2 separate regions of the Mus musculus genome follow, and region 1 is linked to region 2. Evidence: chromatin contacts called from public Hi-C data. All regions are on one chromosome and are shown on one strand. Each heading gives the region's core, a stretch centred on a gene start, on an enhancer-like site or on the middle of the called end of the contact. The rest is flanking DNA. Distances are from core to core; before and after follow the strand shown.

Region 1 (4,597 bases), core at 2,054-4,553, 230 kb before region 2:
CCCTCCCCCCACCCTGGTTCCCTTTTGACTCCTGTGCACTTGATTTTTACTGATTTGAGCAAATATATGCTCAGAGCTGGTTCTCTTCTCGTGTTCATTGCAAGGCAAAGGTACTTGAAGTTCAGAGTGTTTGATGTCGCAAAATCATGCTGCCTTTATGTAGAGATGCTGGGACCCATCCCTAGGGGGTTGTGAAACCAAGACGGATGATCACCTGCCAGCTACTATGTGAGAGACAGCAGGGATATGGGGGATATGGAGGCCAAGGATCATGTCTGCCAAACAGGCAGAAGCAGAGTGCCACTTTCAGCACACGCCTCTGTGTCTTCTCATTGGCTGAGGCTTCTACCATGCAGCAGCCTATGGGTCTATGGTCACACCTCTGTGCCTTCTCATTGGCTGATGCTTCTGCCATGCAGCAGCCTATGGTCACGCCTCTGTGCCTTCTCATTGGCTGATGCTTCTGCCATGCAGCAGCCTATGGGTCAATGGTAGTAACCGAGGACACTCTGGCCTCTTAGTTCTGCCTCTCTCCCAGAGTTGTTGGAAATCCTGCATTAGGAGCTGAGCGCATTCATCTTGACAAGTGAAATCAGTGCCTACTGACTTGTGTCTGGCTTATTTGTTGTGTTGGATTAGGAAGATAGTTCCCAGTCTTCACTCTCTCGGTCGCACGCCCTCCTCCTCAGCATGGCTCAGAAGCTACCCTCATCAATGTGGGCAAGCCAGCATAAGAAGACAAGCCATGATGTCCCTTTCAGAGGTTAGGTCCCAGTGGGCCTTATACATCCCAACCATTTATCCCAGAACTCATCTGAACACCATAAAAACAGTCAGAAAGGAGCCGCTGGCAGAAAGATCATGCAGGGATCACCGGGTCATCTTGGCAATGGCTGTTCTAGATGACCCCAGACACATTTTCACACACATGGGACACCTCCGTAGAAATATCTGGCCAACCCGAAAGCTCGTGGGAAATAGCACACAGCTATTATGTGAAAATATCACTTTTCAGGGCTTGTGACTAACAAGCGTGTTCTGCCAAGCTCAAGGCTGAGACGTCCAGAGGGAAGCTAGCTCCCACAAGTCCCCTGTAACTTCTGAGGCTGTGAAGGTGTTTGCAGAAAGAAAACACACTTCTGTTGGAGGAACGGAGATGAAATGTCTTGGATTTGACTACGGGATCAATGGGATAACATGGGTGAGAATTCCCGTCCTAGGATACATGTTTAGTGTGGACAAGCCACTCCCACCCCTGCTGCCCATATGCCCTTGGTTTGATTGTGGAGCAGATGGACTTAACACAATACAAAGCCATCCTGGCCCATAAGAAAGCCTGTGTCTGAGCCCAGCATGCCTAACACATGATTGACAGACAGAATAAGGTCATCACCAGGGCTAGAAACCTTCAAAGCAGAGACAGGTTTCTTCGATATAAGGCCTAAAATGACTTGCTCTCACAGCAGGCTGGGTTTTGCTTGATGAGTGGTGCCCCCTACAGGAAGCATGCGAAACAGGCCTTTGAGTACTCTGCGGCCATAAGGAGGACTGCAGAGCAAGACTTAACCAGTTCACAACTTAGCTGAACTTGTGAGAGACATCATCCCAAGTACACGGGGAGGGGGAGTGGGGAGAGTCAATGCAAATGTCACCGAGGGTACCTTTGCACGCTTTTCTTCCCTCCCAACTGTCCTTCCTTCCTTGAAACAGAACCGAGTTCTAGAGTGTAAGTAACGCCGCTGAGGATAGAGTACATTTGGGATGGATGGATGGATGGATGGATGGATGGATGGATGCCTTTACAGGAGGTGGGGCTTAAGGAAAGGTCACATATTATGGGGTTTACCAGTAACTTTATCCAAATCACAGAAGCACTTCCAGAACCTGCATAAATCACAGTCTCCCTCCTTTATCTGAGAAAATCAGTTCAGAGGTTTACAAACATCACCAAGGCTGTCTGCTGAAACCTAACATGTGGCAGCCAGAACAGGGCTGATCTGACTGCCTGAACACCTCTGGGGGCCAGAGACCTCCCCTCCCAAAAGATTTATCCATCCAGCTGGGAGAAAACAGAAACAAAAGCCCTTTATATTTATTTTTTAATGGGGATCCAAGAGTTGTTTCTCTGTTTTATTAACTTGTGTGTGTGTGTGTTTGTTCTTTTCAATGCCCATGTTCTAAAACATCCCAACTATTGTGTGAGCAAATGGGTAAACACAATAAAGGAGACCCTGCAAATTTTGTGGGTCTCACCTTTGAGGCCCCCCAGCCCAGAAGCATACATCTATGTGTGGCATCTAAGTTTCTGCAGAGGAGTAAGTACCGACTCTATTGGTTGATTTTTTACTTGTCTCTCTCACCAGACTGTAAGTCCCACTAGGGCAAGGCCTGGCACCTCTCTCTACACTCTAGACTATCAGTGACTATTCTGATGCTTAATACAGAAGAGACTTTGCACAAATGACCTTAGACATGTCCCGGAACATGAAGGGTGTATGATCAAGAGTGGGGCTGTTAACCATACTGCTTTGTCTCATTTGAAATTAGTCACCCGCGAAAAACAAATAAAATCTAGCAAACCTTTCCAGTTAGTAAAAAATCCACTCCTGCTAGCAAAGATCTCTTTCCTTAGGATTCATCCTTCTCCTTGAATCCCACGGCTCAATGCCCACCTCAGGGGGAGTGAGTGACAGCTAAGAGGAGGAGGGGCTTAGTTCAGCAGCTCACCTAGCTACTCACCTGGGGGAGGGGGGTGAGTGACAGCTGAGAGGAGGAGGGGCTTAGCTCAGGCCCTCAGTCAGTTCCTTGTTACTACAGACAGAATTTTTCCTCCAGGCCACCAGGACCTTACTGAACATACTTAGCCGTTCTTGGGTCTACAGTCACCCTCCCAAGTGGAGGAAAGAAAGCAGGGAACCTATGCCTGGACGGGAACATCTAGACAATCGAAGCATCTTTACACTTCTAACAGGGTACCTTAGTTCAATGGTTAAGAGCATTGAATGCTCTTCCAGAGGACCCAGTTTTGATTCTCAGCACCACAAGGCATTTCACAACCATCTGTAATTTAGTTCCAAGGGCTCTGATACCCTGTTCTGGCCTGTGCCAGCATCGAGGGACGCAATCTGCACACAGATATACACATAGGCAAAAATACCCATATTTATAAGACAAAAAAAAAATTTTTTTTAAAGTTAAATTAAGAAAAAAGAATGCTAGACAGAGATGAGATGTAGCACAAGACTTAGACAGCAGAGGGCAGCAGAGGCTCACTGTCGTGGGCTACTGAAGCAAGATGGTTGTGTGAATTTTGTTTTGTTTTGTTTTCTTTCTTCTCTCTCTCTCAAAGCCTCGCTTTTCCCAAGCTGAGTCTCTATAGGCTGAGGGCCTTGCAACCCAGTTGTCATTTCTGGAAAATACTATGATTCTCCCATCACAGTCAAGGCAACAGGCTCAGGACACAGAGGGACCTGCATCACCTTACAAAGAATTAGGCAGGCTACGGACGCTGATGCTTGAGCCTGCGTTATCATCCGCAAAGCTCAAAGAGCCTCTAAGCTACAGAAACAGGCATAGGCACTGCTGAAACCCAGCAGGAGCTCCTCGGGATCCCGGTGCACAACATCCTTCAGCATGGCCACTCACACAGGCACAACAGTCACAGACAGGCTTACCAACAATTGAGGCTACCTTCGCCAATACCTTAAAACGGATATTCTTGCTGCGACCCTTCACGTACTGCATCTAGAGGCTGTATCCCTCCCACACCAGGCTGGTGTTCTAAAGAACATCTTATCTGATAGGTTGGTTTCAGCCCTAGAGAGTCTGTCTTCTGCAGAGAAGGGCTCAAGTGCCTTCATGAGATGCCCATCACCAAGTACCAGCTGTGGCTGGACTAGAGGTTCACAGCTCAGTTGCCCCTCTCCCCTCTTGCAACGTGAAGACAGGCCTTCCATGTCCACAGAGGAGTTCATTTCATTTACTCCAAAATAAATTTATCTTTAAATGTAGATGAATACTGTCAAATACACAAGTTAGGAGGAAAAAAATGTTTTTAAAGAATATTAAAATGGAATGAACCTAGCCTTGCAGATCAAACTGCGGTAACCCTGACTAAGAGAGCACCCAGATGCCTAAGTGTATTCCCCTGCTAATGAAGCTTAAAATGAAATAGAACTCATGTACATGGGATGCTCTCTGCCTGACAAACAGGGGCAGGAGAAGCACTGGACTGATGACCTGCAGATCACACGCACAACAGGCACTCATCTCACACCCCAACACAGACTAAACCAAATTCGCATTTTGTCTTCTCATCCGACTCAGTTTCCTTTCCTCCTTCTCATTCTTCCTGCTCCCCAAAGCAAGGACAGCGTTCAGCGAAACCGTAAGCTGGTGTGCTGATTTGGTAGCACGTCCATATTGCAGAAAAGGCAAACCTGGCCACACAACCGTCTTGTTTCCATGAGAAAGGGTGAGCCCAAGCGCCACCATTCATAGCCTTACACACACCCAAGGGCTTTCCTGCCCCCTCTCCCCAGGGCTTTCCCGAATTCTGCAGCAGATAAGAAAATGGCCCCCAAAGACAGCCAGAGAA
Region 2 (4,189 bases), core at 451-2,950:
TCAAAGCCAAGAGAGTTCTCGAGTCCCCCTTCTTTCTCATGACCTGCCCCTCTGCCATTTTCTGTCCACTTTCGGTGGCATTGGATAGTATGCCTGATTCTTCCTTCTCAAATACCTTTCATCCAAATCACAACGCTATTGGCTCTACCTGCTCACACATCCTACTCACATCTCAGACCTGCAGCTGTCACATGAGCCATCACACGTGTCCAGGAGACATGTCTCCCTTGGAGCAGTGCTCCTACAGATGAGTTCATGGGTTATGCTGGAGCCCCAGACTGTCCTATTTCTACTCCTCCTCCTTCTACCAGCAGCCTTTACTTTGCATCAACAGCCAGGGAGGACACACTAGCACATCTGATTGTATTCACTGCAGCCCCCCAATGTGTGCACTTGCAGCCCTGGTTTGCCCTACCAGGCTCTGCCACAACCACCTCTATGGTTTCCCTTCCTCTCAGCACAGGTGACCTCCTTTTTGCTTCTTCAGCACAGCCAGCCACCCTGGCCACAAGCCTTGGTTTCACACTTGATTAGCTAGCTGCTCTACTGATAAAAGCTGTGCCTGAGAGGTCCTCACACCAGCCAGCCTGAGGTGTTCCTGGGGATGGCTCATCTCCATTGTCAACTCTGGCCTCAAACCACCTGCAGTCTTCCATCTCCTCATAGGCTGGGATGTCCTGACAGCCCCTGTCAAGGTTCTGTGTTTTGTCATTTCTGTTTGCTATTTAGAGAGACACCTGGCCTGAAGCTGTGGGCTGAGAAGAGTGCAATGTGGAGAGTCCGAGTTGACGCTGCCCAGTCTCTGCAGGGAAAGCCACCCTGAGCCAGGTCTCTCAAAATGACCCCTGTCAGCTCTATCAGATGCATCAAGAGAGCTGCTGCTCTCTTCCTTCTCTGCCAGGGTCCCAAAGGAGCACAAGGCTGCTGACCCTTGTCTTTAGTCACCCTTGAATTGTCTCTAGGCAAAATGTGGGGTGGTGGGATGGCTCTGTCCAGGAGCGGCCTCCCCAGACTCAGCTCCCAGCCCTGCCAGAGAAGGGTTTATCACACTTAAGGGGTGACTTAAGCTCTGAGCCTCTGTTCCTGGTCTGTAAAATGGGGGTCATTGTGGTCAACTCCCTCACACAAGTACAAGTATATTCGAACCCACAAGAAGCTCAGGATGGGGCCTGGCTCCCAGGACACAGGCATAACCATTAGCTATTGATGTTATCCAATTCACAGCCATAGAGGGAGTAGGTTTTGCTACCAATTCTGTCCGTCTGTGTCTATAGTCGTCTGCAGATTCATGTCTATTTTCTCATATGCAAATGAGATACTCACAGCAACCTGGCAGGTCGATGCTCAGTGAATGGTAAGATGCTTGGCTCTAAGAGAGGCTTAATAGAAGCTAGTCCTGTCCCTTCTATTCCCCACTCCCCTCTGAAGCTTGTTTCTGCACTCACAGCACTCCTCTCTCTGCTGTCACACTGAATAAATGAATACGTTAAGTCAGTGCACGCAGATACTTTAAGAATCCAGGCTGGTACATTTCCCAGGTTTCTCCGCCATCCATCACGAAACATTAACAAGAGCACTTAGAGAAAGGCATCAAGGATAGAACTAAGCTCCTCCTCAGCTTGGTAGCTCTTGTGCCAAGTGTCACATGCTATTAAGGACAAGGGCAGGAGAGGCTGAGCTGAGAGGGGAGTCGCTAAGAGTGGCGGTGGGGTGGAGGAAGGATGGTGCCTGAGAGGCTGTGAAGGGCTGGAGCTTGCTGCTGGATAGCCCTCAGCCTTCCCTGGAAGCTTTCACAAACAGAAAAGCAATGTTCTGTAGACTGAAGAGAGACAGCAACACCCCAAATGCTCAATGGCTGAGCAAATTGTAGCCTGTGCAGATTACCCAGCATGTCGCAGCCTGGAGGGAGAGAGGAGTGAATTTCCATGTGCTGCCATGGAAGGCACCTGGTGAAAAGGAGAATGCTGGCTACAGTCCGGCTCTCTTTGTGCTGGGAAGTTCTATGGCTGTACATGAACACAGACACACATGGATGTAAGAGCAGGACTACAAACAGCAACGGGCACTGGGGGTAGGGGGCGGGGGGGGGGGGTGGGACTGGGCAAGGAAAGCAGCCCAGAGCAGTCACTTGGTGGGGGTAGGTGCTGAAACTCTGCTTCCCCCTTTTGGTTACATACAGGTCTCTGCTAGTGATTGTTTTGCACATGCATTGCTTTGGAAGATGAGGGGAAATGAAACAAAGTAAGAAAGGAGAAATTAATTCTGCAAGGGGCCTGTGATTGGGCCAAAGATCCCTCCAAGCCCTCTGGCAGCACTCCAGAGCCTGTTGAAGATGCTGAAGGAAGGCTTCCATTAGCTGGGGGGAGCAGAAGGGCACACAGACAGTATATCTGGCAATTGGCTTCTCTTAATAGGCTAACATGTTAGATTCAGCTCATGCATTGATTTAGTGGGTAAGATCCTTCTCTGTCCCAGGATGCTTTCACCACCCAGACTGCAGCTTTGCCTCTTCACTCAGGCACCTAGGACCCTTCCTCACAAGACCTATCCAAGTAGAGCTCCATCATTCTGAGATTGGAAAAAGGCATGTTTGGTTTTGTTTCATGACACACCCTGCCAGAAACGGTGTTTAGAAACAGATGGCATCTGCCAGGACTCCCATCTGCTCTGTCCTTCCAGGAAGGATGAAAATAGATGATGGGTTCATCTTCCCAGCTTCTGTTTCCAGAAGGATCCTCTATGGTCTTTTCAATCACTCAGGTTACCAATAAGATCCTTGTCCTGGGCGTTCATCTTGGTTGCAGTCACCGTTTGACATACTTTACCTAAGTACGTCTTTACAATGAAAGTTCAAAGCCAATGCAAGATGTTTCTTTGGTAGATGTGGACACCAAGGCCTGATAGGCAGAGGGTAAAGGGTGGGGGAAGCACTCTTAAATTCTAGGAAAAAAAAAGCCTCACCCCCAATGGTCCAAGGCCACTCTCTCCAGCAGATGCTCACTATAAACATGGCACACAGCCTTGCCAGGAGTATTGGCATCCTTGTCACCTGTACCCCAGGGATGTGCATTCGAACCTCTTTCCCCTTAGGGGCCTGGTAAACTAACAATACCTGAGTTTAGCTACCACTTAATCTACCTCCACACAGCCTGCCCCCCCCCCCGAGAAAACCCATCTGCCCTGGAGAATAGCCATGAAGGACATCTTCCAGAAAAGCTCCCCAGGGTTACAGTGGGTCCACACAATGTGCCTGCTCAGTAGAATGGAGTGGAATAGATGTTTATTTCAGGAGCCCCGAGACTTGGACTTAGACAATGATGCTTCGGCCCCTTGTGACCTGAGCAGGCAGATCTCCCTCTTTAGGATAACTGCACTAAGCACTGATTTACACAGAATAAAATGCACCATTGGAAGTGTTTCTAAAAATGTGTGGCTTCTGTCGCTGCTGCTGCTGCAATCCGGATATAGGTGTTCCCGTTACCCCAAAGGCTCTCTGAGCTTTCATTCCTAGAGCTTAAATTTCCCTTTTATAGAATTTTGCACAGATGGAATTATTCTACATTCAGATTTTCTCCTTGGCTTCTATCTCCCAGTATAATGTCTTTAAGATTCATTTATGTTACTCATGTGCCTGCCTGCAGGTTGGTCCTATTCATGGCTAGATAGTATTTCACAGTTGAATGTGTAACAATGAGTATATTCACTTTTTAATTGTTGGGCACTTGGCTTATTTCCAGTTTGGGCCTATAGCAATTGAACCTGCTATAATCACGGGTGAACAAGTCTTTGTGTAACTGCCTGTGCTGGTATTGTTTACCTAAGTCCTTAGTTTGGAAAGGTTCAGTCATATGGAGGTCTGTTTCCTTGCTGAAGGCATCCATGGTAAGATACCACAGTTGAGAGCTTTGGAGCCCAGAATTCTAGAACCAGAAGCACCAAGCTCCTTCCAGGACCTCTCCAGGAGGACTCTCCTCTCCTTTTCCAGCTTCCTGCAGTCCCTGTCCCAGCCCTCAACCTGGGCAGCACATCTTTATGTCTGCTGTGTGGAAGAGACCCTGGGAGATTCATGTCTCTCCAACCACCAAAGAACCCAGTGAACTGCCCAGACACATGTCCCTGGGCCCAGTGCTGATATAGGACATGTCTGAGGCAGGACAGTCTACAAAGTATTCAGGCTGTATTCTCTCCA

The links. Hi-C and Micro-C count contacts between places; a contact is called where the count stands out from the background.
Region 1: a Hi-C map of cortical neurons shows a contact between it and region 2, with 1.6 times the contacts expected there. The contact joins two enhancer-like sites. A contact is called at or near these places in 3 of 484 Hi-C or Micro-C datasets (cerebral cortex, cortical neurons and nephron progenitors) and 1 of 115 datasets of contacts at active chromatin or transcription factors (VIP interneurons).

The regions. Positions count from the first base shown.
Region 1 is chr7:49,424,922-49,429,518 of GRCm38.p6, reverse strand. The region is part of intron 6 of Nav2 (neuron navigator 2); the gene reads right to left. Among named protein-coding and RNA genes, the nearest start is that of Gm51447, 11 kb to the left of the region's middle. Within about 2 kb of position 3,303, at least 8 of the 459 cell types and tissues checked have an H3K27ac peak or open chromatin away from gene starts, as enhancers often do. A contact at or near this core is called in cortical neurons, where this site is marked.
Region 2 is chr7:49,188,867-49,193,055 of GRCm38.p6, reverse strand. It overlaps a transcript of Nav2 not described here. Among named protein-coding and RNA genes, the nearest start is that of 9130015G15Rik, 29 kb to the right of the region's middle. Within about 2 kb of position 1,700, at least 50 of the 459 cell types and tissues checked have an H3K27ac peak or open chromatin away from gene starts, as enhancers often do. A contact at or near this core is called in cortical neurons, where this site is marked.